3 separate regions of the Mus musculus genome follow, and regions 1 and 3 are each linked to region 2. A link is a contact called in public promoter capture Hi-C data. All regions are on one chromosome and are shown on one strand. The core of a region is the stretch at or near the end of the contact, and the rest is flanking DNA. Distances in the headings are between cores, read along the strand shown.

Region 1 (3,715 bases), core at 52-2,551, 150 kb after region 2:
CATCACACAAGCCCTCATAAACAGAATAAGGGCCTTATAAAAGACACGCCAGAGAGATACCATGTCTCCTTTGCAACCTGTGGCTATAATTAACAGACTCTGTCTGTGAGGAAGTGGCCCGCATCAGACACCAAATCTTCCAGTGCCTTGCTTGATCTTGGACTTCCCAGTCTGTAGAGCGTGAGAAAATCTTATCAGTTTATAAACCACACAGCCTACAGTATTTTCCTACAGAAGCCTGAACACACGATGGCAAATTCTTCAGAGAGTCACGTGTGAACAACAGAGACATAAGGAACAAGATGACCCTAACCAAAAAACACAAGTTGGCATTACCAAACAGTGGACTTAAACTGGAATACTGGGATAGGCAGGAAAGGACCCTCTGTAGGCTACGGTGCCAGAGGCTCACAGAATACTGACCATCAGGAGGCCGCTTGGTCCAGAAACTGCAGGAGGGAGATTCTAGGAAGGAAGGACTAAGAATCCTCCTGTTCCCTAAATTATTGGTTCCAGCAACCACTAGCACAGGAAAACTACAGGCCCTTAAGATGGGTGGTGGGGCCATGGGGAAAAAACATGCAGAGGATTTGGGAGCAGGAATGGAGAGAGACCCCTGAGAGCTATCTGCTCAGGGAAAGGCAGGAAGGGACAAGGCTGGGCCTGGTCACAGGGGGCCACAATGACCTCCAGGAACCTGTGTGGTGGACTAGCGAGTGTCCTTTCCATTGGTGGGGAGCCAACCAGGGGAGCTCAAAGCAGGGTACTGCTCTGAAGTTCCTTTCAGAGTACTGAGACCTGCTAGGGAATATAGGGAAGAAAGGCAGTCACCATGCACCCAAAGCTCCCTGTGCCAGAAACACCAAAGTATCTTTCAACCAGCCAGCAAATGTACCCAAAATTGAGAATTCCTAAGCAGGGTGTTTGTTCACAGCCCTATACAATTCAAGACAATTAAAGAAAATCACACAAATACCTTTAGTCTCTCATCTGGGGTGAGAATCTCTGCCTCAATTGGAGCGAGTGACAAAAATTAAGAAAGAAAAATACAGACTGACAGCCAGTCTGAAGAAAGAGCAGGAGAGGGAGAGGGAGTGGAGGTGGGGTGGAGTGGGGCGAGGGGAGGGGAACAGAAAAGCCCAGCTCTGACTTTGTGCGGTTCCAGCTAGAAACATATCCTGTTCACCAAATAGAAGACTCATGCTTTTCCCAAATGTAAACAGAACTCTCGATAGGACAGGCAGCCAAGGAGCGTCCAGTGTTTGCACATGACTCTCAGGTGTGCCCCAGCCAAAGATTAAGGAGGGGTTGGCTCTTGTTCCTAACTGCTCCAGCCTGCCACTGGATTGCACCAGAAATAAGGCGATGAGTGTGTGAGGATAAGGCTGGTGGGGAATTTAGATTACGAAAAATACTAAAAGAAACAGAAACTCAGCTGTTTCTAAAGCTGAAGGGGATGAAGCAGGGGAAGCCCTGACAAAAGAGCCTCCGGGACTCCATCTTTATCTGGAGACTGTTGGTGGCTGCAAACTCCTCTGGGAATGCAGTCTGCAGATTAGACCCGTCTAGGAAACACACACTTGCATCTGCACTTGACCCTCAGGGGAGGCCTCTCCTCACTCCCTGACTCCAGAGGCTTCTACCACCATTGCTACCCCAAGTTCTCTGGAAACCTACACCACCAGCTTTTGCTTTGCCTTTTTCATAGAGGGAGAATAAAGGTGGCAGGTGACAGACTAGCCCATTCCCCAGCGGGGATAAAGCAGTATATAGCAAAGATGGTTTTTTAAAAGGCAATAAACCCCACTCTTTTGCCTAAGTAGTTAGCTTAGAGCAGTCATTCTCAACCTGTGGGTCTCAACCCCTTGGAGGGTCAAATGACCTTTCCACAGGGTGGCCTAGGACTATAGGAAGATAAAAATATCTACATTACAATTCATTACAGTAGCAAAAGTATAGTTACGAAGTAACAATGAAAATAATTTTATGGTTTGGGGGTTACCACAACATGAGGAACTGTATTAAAAGGTCACTGACTTAGGAAGGCTGAGACGCACTGGCTTAGAGAAAGCACTTTACCTATAAATAGGACTTTTGCATGTTCGCCACCTTCCTCTCACACATCAGGCAGTGTGGATGACGGCCCTTTCACCTCTGTTCAACCATGTCACCCAAGCATGTTCAAACACAGGGAAAAAGGTCAACATAGAAGCAAATGTTCTTCCTACTTGAAAACATCACAGGTTTTGATTTTGGCAGCTCGATGGTTACTTTTAACTGTCAAGTTGACACAGCCTAGAATCTTCTCGGCACCAAGTTTCAAAGAGAGATGGTCTACATTGGATTTATCTGTGGAGAGTCTGTGAGAAACTGCCTTAATTAAGTTAATTGATGTGGGAAGACCCAGCCCACTGTGGAAGCAAGGGGTGCTGAACTGTGTAAGAATAGAGAAATTGCTAGTCATGGTGATGCACACTTTTAATCCTGGTACCTGCGGACAGGCAGGTGGATCTCTGTGAATTCAAGGGCAGCCTGGCTTACCATACTAAGTTCCAGGCCAGCATGATGGCAGAGTGAGACCTTGTCTGTTGTTATTATTGTTGCTGTGTTTTAAAGGAGAAACTGAACTGTTTACATAGCAAGCAAGCAAACAGGAATTCATTTCTCTCTACCCCTGACTGTGGCAGTGATATGATTGTTTGATATTTCTACCTTGGAATTGTAAAGCTAAAACAAACTCCTTTTCTCCCCCAAGTGTCCTTTTTGCCAGGGTATTTTATCACAATAGAAACAAGGCTAGATGATAACTTTCTACCAGGCCTATCTATGGAGACTCAAAATGCATAGAGGAAAACAATCTACCATAGTCTGTGATTGTTCTCATTCTGTTTTCAATGACCACTTTCTTAAAAATGCAATGCCTATTCTAGAAGCCAGAGCCTAGGTCTCTCTCCATGGTTTGGCTATGAGGTGGAGGCAAAACAGGATGAAAGCTAATGACCTGCAGATCAGCCAACTGCATCTGTGCACATCTGGGCGACGCATGCAAGAACTTCAGACTGAGGTGAGTGCCTCCAAAGACAGCCACCATGAATTCCTGACCCCTCTCTCCCACTGAAGCATTTCCCTCCCTTCAATTCCAGCTTGGCAATGTGACTTCTCTGATCAAGCGAATGCAGCACAAGGAACATTCTTAAAAAGTGGAGATCAACTTCAGATAACTGACAGCTTCTATTTCATTCTTCTTGGCACGATCACAGACTGCTCCTCTCAAAAGCTAACCTTGTTGGACGGAAAGGCTGCATGGCAGATGTAGGGAGGGGTATATCTGAGGCCAGCAGACAGCTGTGTCAGCACCCAGTCATTGGAATGACCCTTCTTGGACATTGCAGCCCAGTTAAGTCTCCAGGTGATTACAGACCCAGCAAAGTGTGGACACACCCAGGAACCTACTCAACCCATTAGGCTGTGACAGATAACAGGCTGCTGTTTGAAGCCAATATGTTTTGTGTGGCGACACAACAGAAAAGTGGAACACAGACCTCTCAAAATAATAAACCAACACTAAAATATAAATGTTGGTCAAGACAACATTTGCTGGTCTTTCTTTCCCAGGTTAATCTCCCTAGGGTTTAAAACACAAGCTTTCTTGCTGTCAGAAGGATACAGAAGAGGCTGAGACTGAAACTCAGAGTGACCCTCCTGGTTCTGCACG
Region 2 (3,635 bases), core at 909-3,408:
ACGGTTATGAAGCAGTAATGAAAATAATTTTAGGGCTGGTGAAATGGCTCAGTGGGTAAGAGCACCCGACTGCTCTTCCGAAGGTCCGAAGTTCAAATCCCAGCAACCACATGGTGGCTCACAACCATCTGTAACATGATCTGACGCCCTCTTCTGGAGTGTCTGAAGACAGATACAGTGTACTTACATATAATAAATAAATAAATCTTTAAAAAAAAAAAAAGAAAATAATTTTAGGGTTGGGGGGTGTCACCACAACACGCAAAAGTGTGTTAAAGGGTTACCGTTTTAAGAAGGTTAAGAACAACTGTTTAATGGATCAAAGACAGGTCAAGAACCCCGATTAGAGGTAAACTGTAAGAGTGGACATGAATGGACTGAGCAGGAGAGAGGAGGGGTGCTAGAGAGGGTGTGGTATGGTGTAGAGGGGAAGTGGAGGGAGCCCTCGGGCCTGGTTCTGGCCTTGAGGAAACTCTTTGCTCCCAGTGCCTGGTGAGGGAGAAGCAGGGTCTGAAAGGCAATGGGCTCCAAGGCAGGCCACACCTTGTGGGACATACAGGCTCTGGCTTTGTTTACTCTGCTTGGAAGCCACCGAGGGCTCTGGGAGACATTCTGGCTGCAATGTTGAGGATGGACAGGAGGGGCAGGAGTAGAAGCAGAGAGGCCATGTGAGGCGGCTGTGACAGGAGATCTCTGGCACTGGAAGGGTCATAGCCCGTCCCACTTCTGGACCGACATGCTTCCTCGATGGTCAGACTGCAGCGTGAGAAAGGGTGCCAGTGACAGCCAAAGTCTCGAGTGGCCCTCAGTGGCGAGAGACAGAGAAGAACGTGGGTGGGAAAGGTCTGAGGAGAAGGTAATTAACTCCACTTAGCATGTCAAGTCTAGCTCAAACCTCAGATCTATTACTAAACAGTTCTGTGACCTTGGGCAAGTTATTTAAACTCTTTGAACCTTAATGTTCTCACCATAAACCGGGATGATGTTACCTCCTGATTAGGGTTCATGTACAAATTTCAGTGTGTATGATGCACTGTGCACCCAAGCAAGGTATGCAGTCAGAGCAATAAACGATGACTCGCCCTGTCTGCCCCTCACCCAAATCAGCAGGAGCTGAAATCAAGCCAGGTCTTCCCACTACATTCACCAGAGCTGACGAGGTATCTTGACCTCTAGCCAGTCAGGACTACAAAGCCCACAGTGTTGAAAGGACCAAGACCTGCCTGCAAGCCATGGCTCTCAGATCAGCATGAAAGAGAGATCTGAGCTCCTTAGTCATACACTGTACACATCACCTTCATGTGTGGCCAGTGGGAGAGTTATAGGCTCAGGGCCCCGGTGAGGGCTCCTTCCCTACAGTGCCTTGTGGATTAAAGACAAATCTTCAAGATGAAAAGGAGGTATGAGATCAACATCCTGCCCACAAACATTGCAGAAGTAGGAATTATCATCTCCCAAGTCACTGAGTCTGGGCAACATCTAAATGGCTGCTTGCTAAGCTGAGAGAGAATGAGGAAAGAGGCGCAAACATGGAAGTTGCTCGTCGGTTGGAATTTATTTTAAAATACATCGTAAATATGGGTAATCCTGTGTCTGAAATACATTGTGTGGAGTCCAGGAGGTGGCGCAGATAGGAGGATCTGAAAGGCACAAGGGTTTCTCTCTCCTCCTTCCCACCTCCGAGGCCACCAGCACAGACTGCAGAGTAAGGGGGAGAGGAAGATGGACTGAGGTCTGCAGGCCAATGGCAAGAGCAAAGGTAGAGAGGAAACCCTGAGCTCCATCACAGACAAACTGCCCTGACCACCAGAGGTGTCTCCCACCTCTTTCCACTAATGTCCCACTTGCAAAATGGGGGCGCTTCTGTCTACCACAGGGGATTCAGAAATGGGGACATCTGGCCATTTTGCTTTACACTGAATCAAAGATTAGTCACTGACTCCTTAATTTTTTTTTTTAGTCAATCTCTAAATCTCTGGCCCTGCCCTCCTCCTCTAATAATAACAGAGCCCAATGCTCCTGGAGAGTTAGCATCAGAACATGGAACAGAGACATTCTGCAGGCTCGGTATCTAATGGGCAGTCATCCATCTGCTGGGCTCTGTTTTCCTCTTGGCTGTGTTCACCTTTTTGAAAACTGCTGTCTCCACCCTCCCAGGACTTGGCATCAGAGGCAGCTCAGTCACTGCGTTGCCCAATTTCTCATCTCCACCTCTTCCGAGTGGATGAGTCACTTCCTCTTTTCTGAATTGAAATCTTAGGGTTATTTATGTTGTGGGGGAGGGGAATTGATTCCTGGGAGAAAACAGACTAAGAAGGAGGGGAAACTGGAGCCCAGATAGGAAGTTGTTTGGGTATGAGTAAGAATCAGAGAGGCTGGGTGAGGGTATGTTTGTAAACAGCAGTCTCGTGAGGGTCAGAGTGGCTGTAAGCCAGTCAAGGGAAAAAAAAAAAAAAGGTCAGGAAACAAAAAGCAAGCATGCTGAGAGTGGGAAGTCACCTTCAGTGGTTTACACACAGGCTGAGCCACTCAGAACCCAGGAAGACAGGAGGGCAAGTCAGGCCCCGTACAGTTTTCCAGTGAGCATCAGGCAATCCCAGCATCAGTGTTTGTGAGAAACCTGACTTAGTTTATCTCTCACCTGACGCTGAGGCTCAGCAATTACATTCTTAATTATCCAAGATCTGTATCGTTCGGGAAAAGCGTACCTGTAAAGGTTTCGGTACATGGGTTTATGCCAGCAAGCCTCTTGGATGTCCCGAAGTCAGAGATCTTGAGCACACCACTGTAGGTATTAATCAATACATTGTCACCCTAGGGAAAGAATATTCCAATCAAAATGTTATCTTTTCACTGATGCTGTTTGTGGTTGACTTGAGCCTAATAAAAGTGCCCTTAGACCAAACAATGGCATTCATACTGTGTTCTTCAATAACAGTTTATCTCAGGAGAGAATTCCTTTCAATACAGAGTTCTTGATATAATTTTCATTTATGTTATCAGTTGTTTATAATCTTCTCTTCAGGTCACAGGCCAAACATGGCCCCCGAGGGAAAGTTCACCACAGTTTAAGCTAGCCTGGGTCACCTGTGGACAGTATCTATATAAATAACTTCCTTCACTTCCCAGGCACTCTTCTCTGTGGTGTTCCTTACTTTCTGTGGATTACCTAGGACATTTACGTTGGTTATAGGGTAGTGAGCAGGTGCATTAGAAACAAACACCTATAATACACACAGAACACTGCTGCCTGCTTAAAAGACCTTCAAAGTTTGGCATATGTCTCGGCTAACACGCTTGAAAACATATTTAAGAGAAACGAGTCACACAATCACTCCCGTTCTTCTAGGTAGCCCATAGTAATCTCTGCTCATTATCCTTCTAAGTTCTCAGTTCTGGCAGTATTATGTTCACCCTTTATCCCTTTGACCATGTGATCTCTGCCCCTAACATGATCACAGGATGGACACCTTAAGCCACATGTGCTCGAGCATGCGCACCTTCCAATATCAATATGGGTATGCACGGAGAGGCTCCACAAGAAAAATCCTCTCTGTTCAGGCTAGTAAAAAGTAAAAAACCCCAAAGTACAAAACCTCTGCTTGCTCTCAATAGTGAAATGCCCTTCTCTTTTA
Region 3 (3,537 bases), core at 527-3,026, 170 kb before region 2:
GTCCTGAGCTTCACTACATAAGCTGCTACTCAACGCTGGAGTCCAGCTTAAGGCAACCTATAGACATCTGACTCAAACCTAGGGTGGGCTATATTGAAAGTCTTATAACCCTTGATAGCACCTGTCAGCAGTAACGCTCTTGGAAATACCACGTTATGCAGTGGGCCTGGGGGTGCTGGTGCTCTTGAATGGTTGTAGATTCAGTTCTGAGCAAAGCAAAGCAGAACTGTGACAGGGTGTGGCAGAATTGTGATAGGAGTGTCCTCTGGACAAACAACTAGTGCGTCAGTGACTGAGCCTGAGATCGCCACTATCCAAGAACCTCACACAGAATGAAGCTAATCTTAGATGGGACTACAAAAACGAAGGCTGATTCCATTTCTATTTAAGCCACTTCTGTTTTAAAATCTCCAAGAAACAGTGATTTGCCCAAAGACCACAGTTACAAGTTAAAGAACAAGTTACGATGAAATCGGCATGTTTTAAAGTGTACTTCTCTTTCGAAGTCAGGATTAAGAGAGATGTGTAAATCTTTTATTCTAAGACTTGTCATAAATACAAGTTATGAACGCGGAAATGTAAGCTGGGGGCAATAATGCAGGCCTGTAATATTAGCATTTGGAGGTCAGAGGAAGGAAGATGTCCTCAGGTACAGCGAGAATTCCAATACAGACTGCACTACAGAACGAGACTCTAGTTCAAACAAAATCCCCAAGCAGACAAAATCCTAGCAAGATGTGTATGTTTAAAGTCATCCACTAGGCCAGTGGTTCTCAGCCTTCCTAACGCTGAAACCCTTCATACAGTTCCTCATGCTGTGGTGATCCCAACCAAAAATACTGTTGCTACTTCATAACTATAATTTTGCTATTGTTATGAATCGTGATGCAAATGTGTGACCCACAGGCTGAGAACCACTGCCTTAGTGGCTGGAGAGATGGCACAGCAGTTAAAATCAGCCATGTCAGGCAGTTTGCAGCCAGCTGTAACTCCAGGAGATTTGACATCGTCTTCTGGCCTGTGTGGGTATACACATGCACATGTGTATGGCAGAAGAAATACCTGGCTCTCCAGTGAGAACTCCTTTGGCTATGTCACCATTTCTTTGCTCAGTGGTTTTCTAGAAAAAGAAAGAACCAACATAAGAATTTTAAATTGAAGTTCCTAGTGGTAGAGAGCTCACTGGATAACTATGAGGACCTAGGTCTAAGAGTGGGGGTGACTGGAAAGGAAATAAAGGCATATCAAGGACAGTTAGAGCCAGCAGGGCACAGGCCTGCAGGCCCCCCCCCCCCCCCCCCCGCCTTTGGGAAGTAAGCAGAAGTTGTAGGATGTTCAAGGTCATGTTCAGTGAGGCCAGCCCGAAGGGACAGGAGACTGCCTCCCAGAACAGAAGACTGGCTAGAAAGGCCACGCCAGCAGCACCTTATCAGCGGTCTCTGTCCTCCTGGTTCTTCTCATAATCTCTTCAAGTCGCTGCAAAAAAAGAACACAGAAGACTGGATGAGATACACACAGCACACCAGCCTGGCACATTTCGTCGATAAAAAAAAAGTAGCAGAGTATTAAAATGTGGAGAAAAGATAATTCACAGTTCTTCGTCCTAATTATCGTTATGAATAGAGGTTGGGACCATTTTTAGCTGTGGTGATAGAATGACTTGCTTTGGGGAAGGAGGAAATTCTGGCATCTTTCTTGGAATTAATACCAAGGGCCACTTCTTATGCAAGGGTAGAACATTTTGTTCCTGACCAAAGCACCAGTTTCTTGGCTTCAGGCAACTTGAGACCCAGGAAGGAAGCAGAACCATGCCGGTCCCAGGCTTCAGTCCCAGCTCATACCTTCTTCCTCTCCAGCCGTTCCTGCTCTTCTTTCTGGAAATGCTTCTCTCGTTCCTGCCGAGCCCTCTCTGCCTCCTCCCGGGCTCGGGCTTCTTCTTCTTTCTGAAAACAAACGGCTACTACTGCTTATCCCTGCTCTGGCAACCCAGCTCCCCACACTGGGCAGGCAGGAAGGCCGGCAGAGAACTCACTCATCTTTGAGACCACCCCTCCCACCCTCGCAGACCCCTCACCTGCTTAGCAGCCCTAATGGTCTGGGAGCAAACCCATGGGGCAATGGGAGATGCTCTGCACCCCGCTCATGTGCAATCGTCTGGGGCAGGGCCCACGCCTGCTCTGCACCCCACTCATCTGAGGACAGCCCCTGTCTGGGGCTGTGCATCCCACTCATCTGAGGACAGCCCCTGTCTGGGGCAGGGTCCACACCTGCTTCTGCACGCGCTCCACCTCCTCCCTCTCCCACCGCTCCCGCTCCTCCTCAGCCAGACGCAGCGCCAGCTCCTCTTTCTCTCGAGCCTGCTCCTCTTCCAGCCTGCGGGCTTCTTCTTCCCTGCGACTTCGCTCTTCAGCCACCCTACGGGCCAATTCCTCTATCTTTTGTCTGGGAAAAGACAAGAATGAAGGCGCTTCTTTGAAGAGAGGCCAGGTATGGCAAGGCCAGCAGTTCAAAGACCGGGAGGAAAGCCCCCTGCTGTAGCTACATTCTACTGTGGATATGGAATGGCCTTTGTTTGTCTTCCTCTCCCCCCTCAGCTTCATTTTTGTCAGAAGCAGCATACAACAATGACATGTGGGGGGCGACTTGCTTCTCCAGAGGATCTACAATTCATCTTTCAAGGGTGGAGACTTGAATAGCTGAACATAGATGAATTTTCGTAATTAACAAAAAATTACACGTGTATGGGAATTTTGCCTGTATATTCCCATACACGGGCTCTATATGTTCGCTTGGTGTCTGCAGAGTCCAGCTCAGGTCCTCTGTAAGAACAGACAATGCTCTTAACTGATAAGCCATCTCTCTAAACCAATGAAACCTTTTAAAATGAGATTAATAATGTTGTGTATCAGGTCAGGAGGAAGATGGGCCATATAAGCCGCCCATGGAATGAAGGGTGTGCACAGCCAAGAGGGTGGCCCTCAGCAGGTCTGAGGTCTTCCCCAGCTCTGTCAAGAACAACCAGTTGCCATTAGACCCAAGTGGTATCTAGTTATGCATACGGTCACAGTTAGCTTTAACTATCAACTTGACAGTCCGAAGACCTGAGACAGAATCTCTCAGTTGAGGAATTGGCTAGATCAGATTGGAATGTGGGCGTGTCCATGGGGAACTGTCTTGGATGTTAGTTATGTAGCAGAACCCGGCCACTGCAGGCAGTGCTCTATATGAAGGCTATTGGTGCACAAGCCTGCGAGCAGGTCAGAGAGCAGCATTCCTCAGTGGTTTCTGCTTTCAGCTGCTTCTGGAGTTGCTACCCTGGCTTTCCTCACAGATGGACCAGTGCCCCATAAGTGGAAGCCAAAGGAGCTGTTTCCTCCCCTACATTGCTTCAGGTCAGAGTGTTATTATCACATCACAGCAACAGACTGGAACCTGAACACTGTCTGTTTGTCCATGCCCATGGCTGTGGTGGTTTGAGCAGGAATGGCCCCTGTAGGCTCATATATTTGAACGCTTAGTCATTGGGGAGTGGCACTA

Evidence for each region. Capture Hi-C pulls out chosen DNA fragments and counts their contacts.
Region 1: a contact with region 2 is called in a promoter capture Hi-C map of adipose tissue. The contact joins two enhancer-like sites. A contact is called at or near these places in 2 of 484 Hi-C or Micro-C datasets (bone marrow-derived macrophages and neutrophils), 3 of 115 datasets of contacts at active chromatin or transcription factors (bone marrow-derived macrophages, embryonic stem cells and pancreatic cancer cells) and 3 of 9 other capture datasets (adipose tissue, liver and pancreatic islet).
Region 3: a contact with region 2 is called in a promoter capture Hi-C map of adipose tissue. The contact joins two enhancer-like sites. A contact is called at or near these places in 2 of 9 other capture datasets (adipose tissue and liver).

What each region holds. Positions count from the first base shown.
Region 1 is chr10:19,954,462-19,958,176 of GRCm38.p6, reverse strand. All of the region lies in intron 1 of Map3k5 (mitogen-activated protein kinase kinase kinase 5), which reads right to left. Among named protein-coding and RNA genes, the nearest start is that of Map3k5, 22 kb to the right of the region's middle. Within about 2 kb of position 1,301, at least 53 of the 459 cell types and tissues checked have an H3K27ac peak or open chromatin away from gene starts, as enhancers often do. A contact at or near this core is called in adipose tissue, liver and pancreatic cancer cells, where this site is marked.
Region 2 is chr10:20,103,339-20,106,973 of GRCm38.p6, reverse strand. Map3k5 (mitogen-activated protein kinase kinase kinase 5) reads right to left here. Exons shown (of 30, transcript NM_008580.4): 18 at 2,709-2,814. Among named protein-coding and RNA genes, the nearest start is that of Map7, 66 kb to the left of the region's middle. Within about 2 kb of position 2,158, at least 194 of the 459 cell types and tissues checked have an H3K27ac peak or open chromatin away from gene starts, as enhancers often do. A contact at or near this core is called in adipose tissue, liver and pancreatic cancer cells, where this site is marked.
Region 3 is chr10:20,272,185-20,275,721 of GRCm38.p6, reverse strand. It overlaps Map7 (microtubule-associated protein 7), which reads right to left. Exons shown (of 18, transcript NM_001358787.1): 12 at 2,268-2,442; 13 at 1,842-1,943; 14 at 1,426-1,476; 15 at 1,063-1,120. Among named protein-coding and RNA genes, the nearest start is that of Gm48249, 13 kb to the left of the region's middle. Within about 2 kb of position 1,776, at least 17 of the 459 cell types and tissues checked have an H3K27ac peak or open chromatin away from gene starts, as enhancers often do. A contact at or near this core is called in adipose tissue, where this site is marked.